2 separate regions of the Mus musculus genome follow, and region 1 is linked to region 2. Evidence: chromatin contacts called from public Hi-C data. All regions are on one chromosome and are shown on one strand. The core of a region is the stretch at or near the end of the contact, and the rest is flanking DNA. Distances in the headings are between cores, read along the strand shown. Region 1 overlaps Gm32994 (a long non-coding RNA gene). Region 2 overlaps Adgrb1 (adhesion G protein-coupled receptor B1).

The links. A called contact is a pair of places that touch in the nucleus more often than the background predicts.
Region 1: a contact with region 2 is called in a Hi-C map of cortical neurons, with 2.1 times the contacts expected there. The contact joins two enhancer-like sites. A contact is called at or near these places in 1 of 39 promoter capture datasets (cranial neural crest), 1 of 484 Hi-C or Micro-C datasets (cortical neurons) and 6 of 115 datasets of contacts at active chromatin or transcription factors (acute myeloid leukemia, embryonic stem cells and pancreatic cancer cells).

Annotation. Positions count from the first base shown.
Region 1 is chr15:74,687,876-74,694,176 of GRCm38.p6, forward strand. The region is part of intron 3 of Gm32994 (a long non-coding RNA gene); the gene reads left to right. Among named protein-coding and RNA genes, the nearest start is that of Gm32994, 18 kb to the left of the region's middle. Within about 2 kb of position 4,531, at least 7 of the 459 cell types and tissues checked have an H3K27ac peak or open chromatin away from gene starts, as enhancers often do. A contact at or near this core is called in cortical neurons, where this site is marked.
Region 2 is chr15:74,554,351-74,560,385 of GRCm38.p6, forward strand. All of the region lies in intron 17 of Adgrb1 (adhesion G protein-coupled receptor B1), which reads left to right. Among named protein-coding and RNA genes, the nearest start is that of Adgrb1, 41 kb to the left of the region's middle. Within about 2 kb of position 4,686, at least 5 of the 459 cell types and tissues checked have an H3K27ac peak or open chromatin away from gene starts, as enhancers often do. A contact at or near this core is called in cortical neurons, where this site is marked.

The DNA of each region.
Region 1 (6,301 bases), core at 3,281-5,780, 130 kb after region 2:
TTTTGGGAACAAAATAAAGAGGGGAGTCCTGGAGGGGGGGCCTGGGGAGAAGTGGGATAGGAAAAAGATGCTCACACCCCGCCAGAGTTTCCCTATTCTCTGGTCAGTCAGGTGTAGGAGGGCTGCTATCTACCCTATCCACTCACCCCTGGGTGGCCATTCCTCTATCCCACTCTTCAGGGGGTGGTCAAGGGGAAGCCCTGCCTGCGGACAACCCCCCAGCTACTTTGCTAAAGCCACCAGGTTTGTGGAAGAGAGGGAAGAGGGAAGAAGTTCCCAACACTGACCAGAGTGCGCAGCGGAACTTGAAGGAGCAGAGCAGAGACTCTGGTTTTAGAACTTTATCATAGAAATGCAGGGGAAAGAGAGAAGGTAGAAAGGAGGGAGGGAGAGAGAGAGAGAGAGAGAGAGAGAGAGAGAGAGAGAGAGAGAGAGAGAGAGAGAGAGAGAGAGAAAGACAGAAAGGGAAGAGGAGAGAGAACTGAGAGAAGAGAGGTGAGAGGACAAAGGAATAAGAGAGCAAGGTGCGGGCTGATCACCCCTTTTTATGGTCTTCACTGTTGCTAGGTAACTGGGGAGGAGTTTAGCCTGAAGGTCAGAAACTTGGGCCATTGCTTATGTGACTACTGACCATGCTTCTCTTGTGGGAGGTGGTACCTTAGGCAGGGGCTGGAGTTCCAGGAGCATGAGGGAACACCTACCGTGTCATGTAGGTGAATTATGACCATTGGGGTTCAGACCTCAGCTCAACTGGAGTCCATTCTGCTATTCCCCACATTAGTGTAATCAAACGTTTTAAGTGAATCATGTTTTAAGTTGAATTGAATCGAATTCAGAGTATAACTAGCAATGGACACTTAGCTTCCTTTCCCCAGTTCAAATGACCAGTTAGCATTCATTTTTAAAAACTCTGAAATCTTAACCTGGCAGAGAGATGTCTTCAGGATGATTTTCTGTGACTAAAGAAAAACTATTTTATTAAATGATATTAATAAAATATACCTGAAAAAGCTCCTTGGGTAAATAATGACTATATTACTAACAAGGAATATATTAAGTTGTCAGGCTGGAGAGATGGCTCAGCAGTTAAGAGCACTGACTGCTCTTCCAGAGGTCCTGAGTTCAATTCCCAGCAACTACATGGTGGCTCACAACCATCTGTAATGGGATTTGGGGTGTCTGAAGGGGGGACTGTGTTCACATAAACTAAATAAATCTTTAAAAAAAAGAAAGAAATCATCACCTTCTTTGAATTTACTGAATAAAAGAATGTAAGAAATTATCAATGTTTGATATCTAAAATGAAGTGGCAATTTACAATGGCCATGTTCCTAGCTAAAGTATCAGACTGATTGAAAATACTGGCATTACCAGAATCAGTACCTATCTCCATTAACAACGAAAGTAATTGGAATTACTGGAATGCCAATACTAGTGACAATTGGAAGACAGTATATAAATATTTTGTTATGAAACAAGGCTTTTCCCTTTTTTGTATTTTGTATTTTAATTTTTTATTTATTTTTGGTTTTCTGAGACAGGGTTTCTCTGTATAGCCCTGGCTGTCCTGGAACTCACTTTGTAGACCAGGCTGGCCTCGAACTCAGAAATCTCCCTGCCTCTGCCTTCTGAGTGCTGGGATTAAAGGCATGTGCCACCACACCCGGTAAAAAGGCTTTTCTGAACCTTTAGTTGCATCTTGCAGTTAAGGATGAAACGACCCGTCAGACAACCAGAGGCAATGAACACTGCACTTTTCAATTTCTCTCAAAATGGTGGGAAACTGTTAAGAGTGATGTTAATCACAACAACTTGCAAGGCATCAGAGCAAAGAGAGGAGGTGAAATCAGTGCTTCTCACCCTCCCTGCTCTTCTCGGGTTAGGTGATGATGAGCTCTTGTAAGTACGACTGTAATTCTCATTCTTACCTGCAATGCAAACAGAGTAGAAACTCGCTTGCTTTCTTTGTCCCCCCTTGGAAATAACCACTGGTAAGATCACAGCCATGAGAGAAGAGTCCACTCTGTACTTGCTCATATAGAGAAGACAGGGGCTGTGAGGTTGGAGAAGGTGGCTGCGAGGGATGAATTTTCTGATGTGAAATTATATACACATATGAAGATATGTGCTTGCGATATGTGTATATATGCCACTTTTTAATTTGTTTTTCATTTACTATAAAACTGTGACCCTAATGGCATTACCGATGAGAAAGAATAAGATAAAAGATGAGTTAGGATTGGGGATCAATGATTAAGCATCCTCTTGTTGTAGCTTCAAGTTCAATACTTAGTAACACAGAAAGCAATCACACACAACAAAAAGAGAATTTAAAGGAGGCATGGATAAAAGGGTTTCATCTTCTTTTCCTCAAAAGAAGAGGGCGATTTTCATTCACTCATAGTATTTCATTCTAGTGTTGTTGCTCATGGTAGAAATCCTGTGATAGAGTTGACTGCGGGTTTGAAGTATAACCTCTTATGTGATAGAGTTGACTTCAGGTTTGAAGTATAACCTCTTATGTGATAGACGTGACTGCAGGTTTGAAGTATGACCCCTTAAGGCTGCCTTTCCATGCTCATCAGTCTATATGGAACCACAGAGCAGAATGACCCCACCAATGCTGACCAGTAATCCGCACTACCTCTTCCCTCCAGCCTTCCTTTTATAAAGCAGATGTCTGAAGACATAGTGATTTTACAACACGAAAACCCTTTGCCATATCACTGTGCTGATTAACAAAGACAAAAGGAAAGGCAGACTTGGAAGTGTAGCAGTTGAATGGAGTACCTTCCTCACAAGCATGGAACCTTGCATTCAATCCCTCAAACTGTTAAAAAAACACTAATTTCTAGTTATATATTTAGAAACTCTACCACTACCATATGTCAGAGAAAGAAGCAATCACCATGTAAGTAAATGTCTTAGTAACACAGTATGGCTGCAGTGGCCAAAATGGAAGAGTTTTAAGGTACAAAAGCGAAAATTATTTAAATTCCTTAGGAAAAAGAAATCATAAAATGATTGAATAGTGTATCTGGTTGGACTGATACAAATCACGTTTTCGTTGACGGCTATAGAAGGTATTCATATTCACTTACTGCAATCCAGTGGTGGTAAATATGAATCAAAATGCATGTTTCGAAAAAGTACAGTGTGAGGAGTAGTAGAGATGAGATGGCTCAGCAGTTAAGGCCTCCGTGTTGTTCACACAGAGGGTCAGGGTAGAGATTCCATCCCAGCACACACATGTTGGTTCACAACCACAGATAATGGCAGTTCCAGGACCCACAATGTGTCCTTCTGAGCCCCATGAACATCAGGCAAGCACATATGCATAAAGGCAGGCAACACACACATACACACAAAAAATATAGTACTATGTGGTATGCTATGAATACCGTGGGAATACACCACATGCTAAGATCTTTAGAAAATTGCCCCAACCTGCAGGACTTAAACAACAGGTTTCTCGTGGGAAGGGAGCTACAATGACAAATTTTGGGATCAGAAGACGCTGAGGAAGGAGGCAAGACAAAAATTCTGTTCAAGTCTCGTTTACTCTTGGGAAATGGAGGATTTATAAAGCTGAAACCCTCAGACGGTATTTGCTCAGGTGCACAGGCCAAACCCCGGTGCTAGGCAGCACATTAACAAAAGAATGTCCCCATTGTGAAAGGTCTGGAAAGGAGTGCCCTCATTGTAAAATGTCCTGAGTCAGTTACAGAACAGAAGAAAGATAGTGGAAGAAGCAAAAGAGTGTTAGATGATGGCCCAGGGACAAGAGACTGAGATTCCAGGGGTTTTCAGGCCCAAACAGAAAATCTATTTTTAATACACTAATATATGCAGAGATTGAGCAGGACAGGAGCAGACTCGACTTGTCATCCCAACATGCTAATTTAAAATTACATATGCAAATATGTAAAATTTGGAGTGCAAGGGTGATAAACTTTTAAACAATACATGCTTTCTTATATAATCAATTCCTTGAATAACTCTGGGTGTAATAGTGTTTTTTAAGTGGCTGAGATGGGGCTCAAGTGAAGAAAGAAAATAGGAGAAGCGACACAATCATAGTTCAATTAAAATTGTATTTTTAAAATTTTTATATTACACTTTGAGAATCAAACCTTTCTTACTTTAAACTTTCTCGTCTAAGGAAGGACTGTGGAGCATAAAACTGCAAGAAGACTCACCTCGGCCACACTTAGTTCTCCTGCAATTAACATATTCTCATGCTCCCAGACAATACTCTCTCTGCCACGTACAGAATGGTCGCAGAAAAAGCTATTATTTTTAATACTGTTGGGAAAACATTTATCAATATATTAAATTCACAAGAGTATTTCAAACAGTATCAGAGATTTTTCTGAGGAAATGTTGCCATCATCTTCACATTTATGAGCCCTAAAGCCTTTTACAATGTTCCTCATTGAATAAGGAAAAAACAAAGCGAAATGGCATTGGGTCAAGGGCAATACAGTTCAAACCGCCCAGATTGGGCTGGAGAGAGGGCACAGAGGTTAAGAGCACTGGCTGCTCTTCTAAAGGTCCTGAATTCAATTCCCAACAACCACATAGTGGCTCATAACCTCTCTAATGAGATCTGGTGCCCTCTTCTGGTATGCAGGCATACACGCAGGCAGAACACTGTATAGATAATAAGTAACCCTTTTTAAAAAATCTAGTTATCTTGACAGGATGGAAAATGCCCTGATTTTAGAAGGAGTCTTAAGTCTTCTTGCTCCACAACAGTTTCTCTTAGGCTCCAGACTTAGGCTTCCAAATCTCTGGATTTTGCTCCTTCAATTTGCTGGGCTGCTATGACATAGAAATATGCCCAGAAATGGTAAAACGGTGTATAATTTGCTTCTCAATCTTGAACTGATTAGAATCTCAAATGAAAACTATCTTGTAAGTTTTGAATGGGCCTATTATTAAATGCTACAGATATCAGAAAGTGTTATTACTGAATTGAAGAGTCAGCCCAAGGTGAAAACAGTAATGAATTCCAAGACGTGGGTTGGATCCCTGGCTGGTCTTCCTTTAGTCAACAAGGAAACACTGAGCTAGCTAGTTTTTCCCCATGATGATCCTGAGTCTACATGCTTATCCCCAAAAGAAGATAAAATCATTTCTCACACATGCATAAGCACACTGATGAGATGTGGTAGGGTTTAGCTGTTAAATGGAGCTGGTAACATTTAGATTCAGAGGATTGTACTCATTGTCTTCCTGCTGAGGCAGAGTTGGAAAGCATTCTGGATTCCTGATGCACAGACTCAAATGTCTTGAGAAACATTCCTTAATATGGAAAAGCACCTGTTAGGCCAATCACGTCCCAGCACCTTCCCTGAGAAAGGTGACCGAGATCTGTCACAACCACAGATTGTACTACGGAGGCTGATGTAAAGGACCCAGTGTACAGATTACTGTGAAAGAGGGAAAGCATCCTTGGCCTTTCTGCAATTTGTTTGCACCCAATATTTAGTATATTCACAAATCAATTTGATGGCAGAAAAGAGAGACTCCTACAAAGTAACTCTCTGTGATGGTCTTCTAGGATACTGAAATGCTTTAAATAGGCGATGAGATTCCGATGCCTAGCAACGGCTGTGGGCCAGTCTTAAGAGTCTGGGCTGCCAGAGCACGGTAGTGTTATAATGGAAGCAATCTTGAGTTTACAAACTCATGGGCATGTGGACTGCCAGCTTTCAAGGCTCATGGCTATTGTGATAAACACAATAGGCCCTGATGGGTACTCCCCACTGGGCTGAAGGACGGGCTTTATGGTACCAAGTCACCATGAACAAACGATGGCAAGGCTTTCCTCAGGTCTGCCACATCCACCAGACATTTGGCTTCTTTGGACTTAGAGAACCTTTTACTCTTCTGGACACACAAGGAATAGAATGGATGTAATGTTTCTAAGGGGAAAGCAATAGGATTTTCTGGGGAGCTGTACATTTTGAGATTCAAAAACCATAATAATAAAAATGATAGCATGACACCAACTCTAACCACGCATGGGGCTCTTCTTGGAATGAAATGTAGCCTGCTGGATCTCCCAAGGACAAAGATCTTAAAGCTTCATAAAGAGAAGCTAGTGGGCAACTCAATGGTGGAACACTTCCCAATATGTTCAGGTCCTTGGCACTGATTCCCTGACTCACTATGAATCAGCCCTAAAATATCTATGCTGTGCATTGCTACTTCTCATGTATCTTTCCCTTTGCTTGCTCCTTGGCAAAAAAGCTGAGTCAAACACTTATTCCAAAAATATTTAAACAATAAACTC
Region 2 (6,035 bases), core at 3,436-5,935:
ATTGCCCAGCCCAAGAGTCTGTCCCTTTATTTTATGAGTCCACTGTGGCTGTCTTCAGACACACCAGAAGAGGGCATGGGATCCCATTACAGATGGTTGTGAGCCACCATGTGGTTGCTGGGAACTGAACTCAGGACCTCTGGGAAAGCAGTCAGTGCTCTTAACCATTGAGACATCTGTCCAGCTACAGATTCTGCCCCTTTAAAAGTCCATCTCCTTGGAGAGGGCAGGTAGCAATGACAGGCAGACTTGACAGGGCCACTTGTGTCTGTCACTCTTCATTGTGTTTGTTCCTACTGGGACAAAGGAAGCAGAAAGGAGCAGGGCAGGATGAATTTAAGGTGGCTTCCTACCGGGTGGAATTTAAGGTGGCTTCCTTCTGGGTGGGGGAGATGGAGGATGTGCACAGGGCCATTAGGCATACACAGGAACAAGACCCTCACCCCATCCAGAATTTGGGGTTGGGCTGGAACATCTGCTCTGAACCTGCTTTGCTATGGACTCCCATCTTCTTGTCCCCCGTCTTTCCATCAGTGATGCAGTCTGTCTCTAGTGTTACCTTGGGGTAGGCACTGGGTCTTATCCGCAGGGTCCTGACTATGTAAGGCACACAGTGGCCTTGCAACAGATGTTGTCCAGGAAATGAGTGTGTCCCATCTTAACGAGGTTACCTTCTCCCTGGGGAGAGTGGTAATTCACCTACTCATTCATTCATTCACTCCATCATTTACTCCTTGAACACAGGACAAAGCCCAACTCCCCTCCCCACGCTTGTCTATGAATACACCTAGCAGGATGCTCCTGGGTACCAGCTGAGTCCTTCCCTGAGGGCTGCAGATGTTTGGGATCCCATAATCCAACCTTTTCCAGCTACAGAGTGCTTGATTCTGCCCACACTGGCTATGCAAGCCCGGGCTTCAGTTCCCAACTCTGTGATGGGGCAGGAAGACTTACTTTCAGGACTCTGTAGGTTCCTCAGGCTAGTGAGGTGGCGCTGTCCCCACCAAGCTGCCCCTGCCTGACTTGCCTTCTTCCTTACCGCCCTCACATTCCTTTGTCTCCTCTCTTTTCTTTCCTTCCTCATGGAGACAGGATCACATTCACTAACTCAGGTGGCCTGGAACTCATGGCACTTCTTCTGCCTCAGCTGGGATTACAAGAGTGAGCTTTTTGTTTTGTTTTGTTTTGTTTTGTTTTGTTTTGTTTTGTTTTGTTCTACAAGAAGCCTTACCTTGATACTCTGCCCACAGTTGCTTTCTTTGATGCATGACAGAGAGGAGCTTCAGAGTGGATGGAGGATTTGAGTTAGGGGGTGGGATTGAAGGACTTTCCCATCATCCTTTGCCACTCCAGGGATCCACTTGTCCTACAGGTTCCCACCTTGTCCCAGAGTGCTGGGCTTTTGTCTGCAACATTCTCATCCACTCCCAAGGCTGAGCCAGTGGGGCATGTGGGCTCCTAATGCCCACTGCAAATGAACCCTGGCCTGTACCTGTCCAGAGGCCTTTGCCTGACTACCTGATTACATGGGCAAGCTTCTGTCATGTTGAGCCTTGTTTTCTCCACCTATGAAATGGGCTATTGTCCTGGTTGATGATGTCAGAAGCCTCATAGACACAGTGCTATCCCATAGGCCAGTGGGGCATGCTGGTTGGCTGGAGTGCACCATGGCAGGGAGGTGTGGGAGTCCAAGGCCACAGCACAGGGTGCACAGAAGCCCAGCAGAGTGCAATTGGAGTTGGTGGAGATGAAAGGAGAGGTCCAAAGAGAGGGAGGTAGGGAATGGGGCAGAGAACATACGGGGCGGGGATGTGGCTGCCCAGGCCTGGCTGGTGGTGGTGGTGGTGGTGGTGGTGGTGGTGGTGGTGGTGGTGGTTGTGGTGTGTGTGTGTGTGTGTGTGTGTGTGTGTGTGTTTTATAATCACCATACCTCTTTTTAGATGTGGAGACTAGGTAGGCTCTCTGGCCTCAGACATGACTTAGGAGAAGTAGAATTGGTGTGGGTCCTGTTCTCAGATTACAGGACACACAGAAAGGAAGACACACTGGAAGCACTTTACAGTTAGCTGGGAGGATTGAGTGGTGTAGGAGCCTGCTCCTGGCCCTTGCCTGGAAGTGTCAGAATGATGGAGGTGACCAGGTCTGCTGGATCAGAGGAACAGTGAGGTGCATCAAGGAAGGTGGTAGTGGCAAAGGCAATCATGAAGGCTGTCTGTCTGTCTGTCTGTCTGTCTGTCTGTCTCTGCTCTTACTGCCCTGGCCTGTCAGGGAGCACACTGAGGCTCCAGAGGGAGGAGCATGCATCAGCACTGTGCTGGGTGTATCAAGCTGAAGAAGACTGTTGATTTTGGGGACAATCTCCATCCTCAAGACAGGCTGATGTTGCTGGCAGGGCAGTAACATGCTTACGGCAAGCAGGGGGTCATCGGTGCCTATGAAGGAGAGCATGCTGGACAAGGCAGTGCTACCACGCTGTGGAGCTTTGGCTGGTGCAGATGGTCCCAGCATTGGTGATGCATGCTGCGGACCGCACTTGTGGACATGGTGATGATGTCTGTGCTGGTATAGGTGATGCCAGTGCTGGCCTGAGGTTGCGGTGATGAGGGAGGAGGAAGGCTGGGTAATGTCTGTGTTGAGAGGGAGCTAGTGCACTGAGTAGGAGCAGTGGAGAATGGGGTGGCGTGAGAGGCGCTGGTGGCTGGGTGGTGGTGGTTATGGCTCTGTGATCTGCAATACTGCTACTGGCGAATCTGAGGCTGCTGCTGGTGGTGAGTGATGCCCCATCAATCATGATAGTTGTTGTGGATGGGAGTGATGGCGCTGTGGAGGGATGTGTCGATAACAAGATAATAATAGCAGCAATGCTTCTGTTAGCGATGGCATTGGTCATCATGGGTTGACTGAAGGTCCTGATGATGTGATGCTAATGATGGCAGAGTGATGGACTTGATGTAAGAGGCATGCTGGCAATGTGGGGCTGGCCATGGAGGTGACAGCTGTTATATGATGGTGGCTACAGAGGGAGGCATGTCTCAGAACATGGTAGTGGCCATGAAAGGACTATCAGCAGTGACTATGGAGGTGGTATCATGACGTGACAGTGGTTATGGAGGTGGGATGGTGTTGGTGATGAGGTGGTGGGTATGGAGGTGGGATCAGAGATGTGGTGACCATATGGGGGGGGGTGAAGGGGGAGGCATATAGGTGATGCAGTGGTGGTTGTGGAGGTGGTAGTGATGCCATGGTGGCTATGGTGATGTGACAAGGGCTATGGAGATGGCAGTGATGGTAGTGGTAGCCATGGGGGGAGGGATGAGGACACAGTAGTGGTGATATAGTGGTAATCATAGAGGTGGTTTTGATAACATGAAAGCAGTGGTAGAGGTGGTGGAGTATGCTGGGGTGGGGATGTCACTGGTGGTAAACACTGACTACAGATGCTATTGGCCTTGTTTTTTTCAATGTTTTGGTGATAGGTATAGGTATTGTGGGAGGGGACTGGCTCTGGGAAGATTTGCAGGCCCCCTATGGGCATTAGCTCCCTTCTTCATGGCATAAGTTTGGAGTTAAGCCACAGTGACCATATGGACATGATAGGACAAGTAGGAGAGGAAGGCTTACACATGGAAGTCTGGAAAGATGTATTGTAGATGAGGTTAGGTTGGCTAGGGTGGCCATGGGGTATGGTCATCTGGACCCAGGGGAATACCAGAAGTGCCCAGTGCCCAGATGTCATCAAAACTATAGGGTTTGAGGGCTGTGGCATCTGGACAGTAGCCTCTTGACTGGCAGGAAGGTGACAGGCCAGTGGATGTGTCTGTAGGAGCCGTAGACAAGAACCTAGGAGAGAGAAGGGGGCTCAGGTTGGGCATCAAGCACCTTTCTGAGCCAGGTGCAGTCAGTAGGACCCTGTTCTCCAGGGCAGGTCATTTTTGCCAGACTGTGAAGCCATTGTCCACTGTCTTCAGGTTCCCCACTCTGTCCCACGGACATCCATGACCTATGTGCCCTGCCTGGGTAACCTGAGAGGAGCCACTAGGCATAGAGGGGGACAGCCTGAGACCAGAAGCCCCAGTGCAGTGTCTGGCACCAATTAGGAGAGAAGAAGAGACTGGCGTCTGGACGGGGGGAACAGGAGAAGTCCCAAAGGCCCCGCACAGATCTGAGGTGCAAAAAAGGGCTCGGATGGCCGCATCTTTATAGTCAAAGGCACCAGACTCCAGGTGTTTGGATCTCAGAAAGCCAGGCCAGGACTAGAGTCTTAGAAACAGCACAGGAAGGGTGCCAACTCAGCAGCAGGGTGGAATAGCCCCAAGGCTTGGCATAGTGGTCAGGCCCTCATGGGAAGAAAAGACAAAGCTTGCGCATCTGGGTAGGTCTTCTGGAGGCAGCAGCAGCCATCTTGATGTGGAATGAGAAGTCGGTAGATGGCTCTGGGAAATGGGCACACTTGATGGAGGATGTGTGACTAAACAGGCTGGGACCTGGGATGGAGATGGATCAGGGGAGTTGATTTCTGGGGTGCAGATAGAGGCTGGCTCGTGAGGGGTTCTAAAGGCCCAGTTGAGAACCCCTCAACTGCAGAAGCTTCAGTCCCACCCCTGCCCAGAGCCTAAGATCCCCCACTGGAGTGCACTGTGCCCACTCCTGGCTGTTTTATACCCTGTGGGTGGACACCCTATGAGTCATTCATACTGGGGTGTGAATTAGCCCATCAGATCCAAGGGGACCCCGACAGGCACAGTCCTATAATAGCACCTGCTCGTGGGCTGACGGGAGGCATCACGATGCAGTAAGGGCCCTTGCTCAGTGGGTGGGTGGTGGGCTCCATGCACTCTCTGCATACTGTCCCCTCGTGTTCCTCAAACACACAGGCCCTGAAAAATCTATCGTTCTCTGAACAAGTACAGGTTACTGCCTACCCACTGCCTAGCACGTAGCTCAGCTCCGAATTAGGTAGGGTCAGGAATCTCTGTGGAGAGCAAGATCAGAAGCTGCGTGTGTGGCCAGCTGCAGGGATGTCCCCTCAGGGTCTTCCTAATTTGTTGGGTCCACCTCTTTTGGACACTACTGGAGGTGCCAGTAGGGGGGATGCTAGGCAGGCAGTTGGTAATGAATGTCTTTCTTGTTCCACTATCCCTGGGACCTGGGGATAGGGTTGTGACTCCGCTCTTGGAGCTGAGGATGAAATGATGTAGGGGCTACACTGGCTTGGAGGCTGCAGTGGGAGTGGTGGCTGCTCCCAGGTTTAGGGAGAGCTACAGAGAGCTAAGGTTCTTGGCTAGTGTGGCTGAGGTCTGGAAGGCTGGGGTCAGTCCCCAGTGGTCCTGTAATTCTGTGGGGAGCAATATGACCTTGGATTTATGTGAGGATAGAGACTGGGAAGTTCTTCGGGCAGAGGATGGTTTGGGAAGTCATGTAGAGAGCGGGGCTGAGGCTGCGCTGGGATGCAGAAGTCAGATGGTGGTGGTAGATCCCAGCAGGTCCCCTTGGAGGGCCAGGCCAACAGGAGGCAACCACCCTGACAGAAGCTGCTAGGGCAGGTGAACAGCAGGCGCAGGCGCTGGGGAGGCAGGGAATGGACACATTTCCCATGGACAGCGTTTAAATGAGTGGTATCCACAGAGCCTTACTGGGCCTTTATCCTTCCTGCCTGCCTTACTTGCCTGGGGTCTGTACTGAATACCCTACCCTACAAATATGCTTGCTAGGCAGGGGATGAGGGTGACCTGTCAGGACATGTGCCTGGGGTAGAGAAAGTTGAATCAGGCCAGGGAGTCGTTAGAGGTAGAGCGATGGGACAGGGAATTGCCTCCAGGGCCATGTGTGGTGACATGTATATCATTGGGCATCACGGCAGGAGCAAAATAGAATCCCCATGATGGAGAAAAGTCAGTAGTGGCATAGAGAGAGATGGGCAGTATCCAGATCCACCCTGGGACCCGTCTGAGGGCTGCAGGCCTCCACCTACACAGGATGGGGTTTCTTCTTAGGATCCCTTGCTATTCTCTGTCCAGAAAGGTCTCACTGGTCCA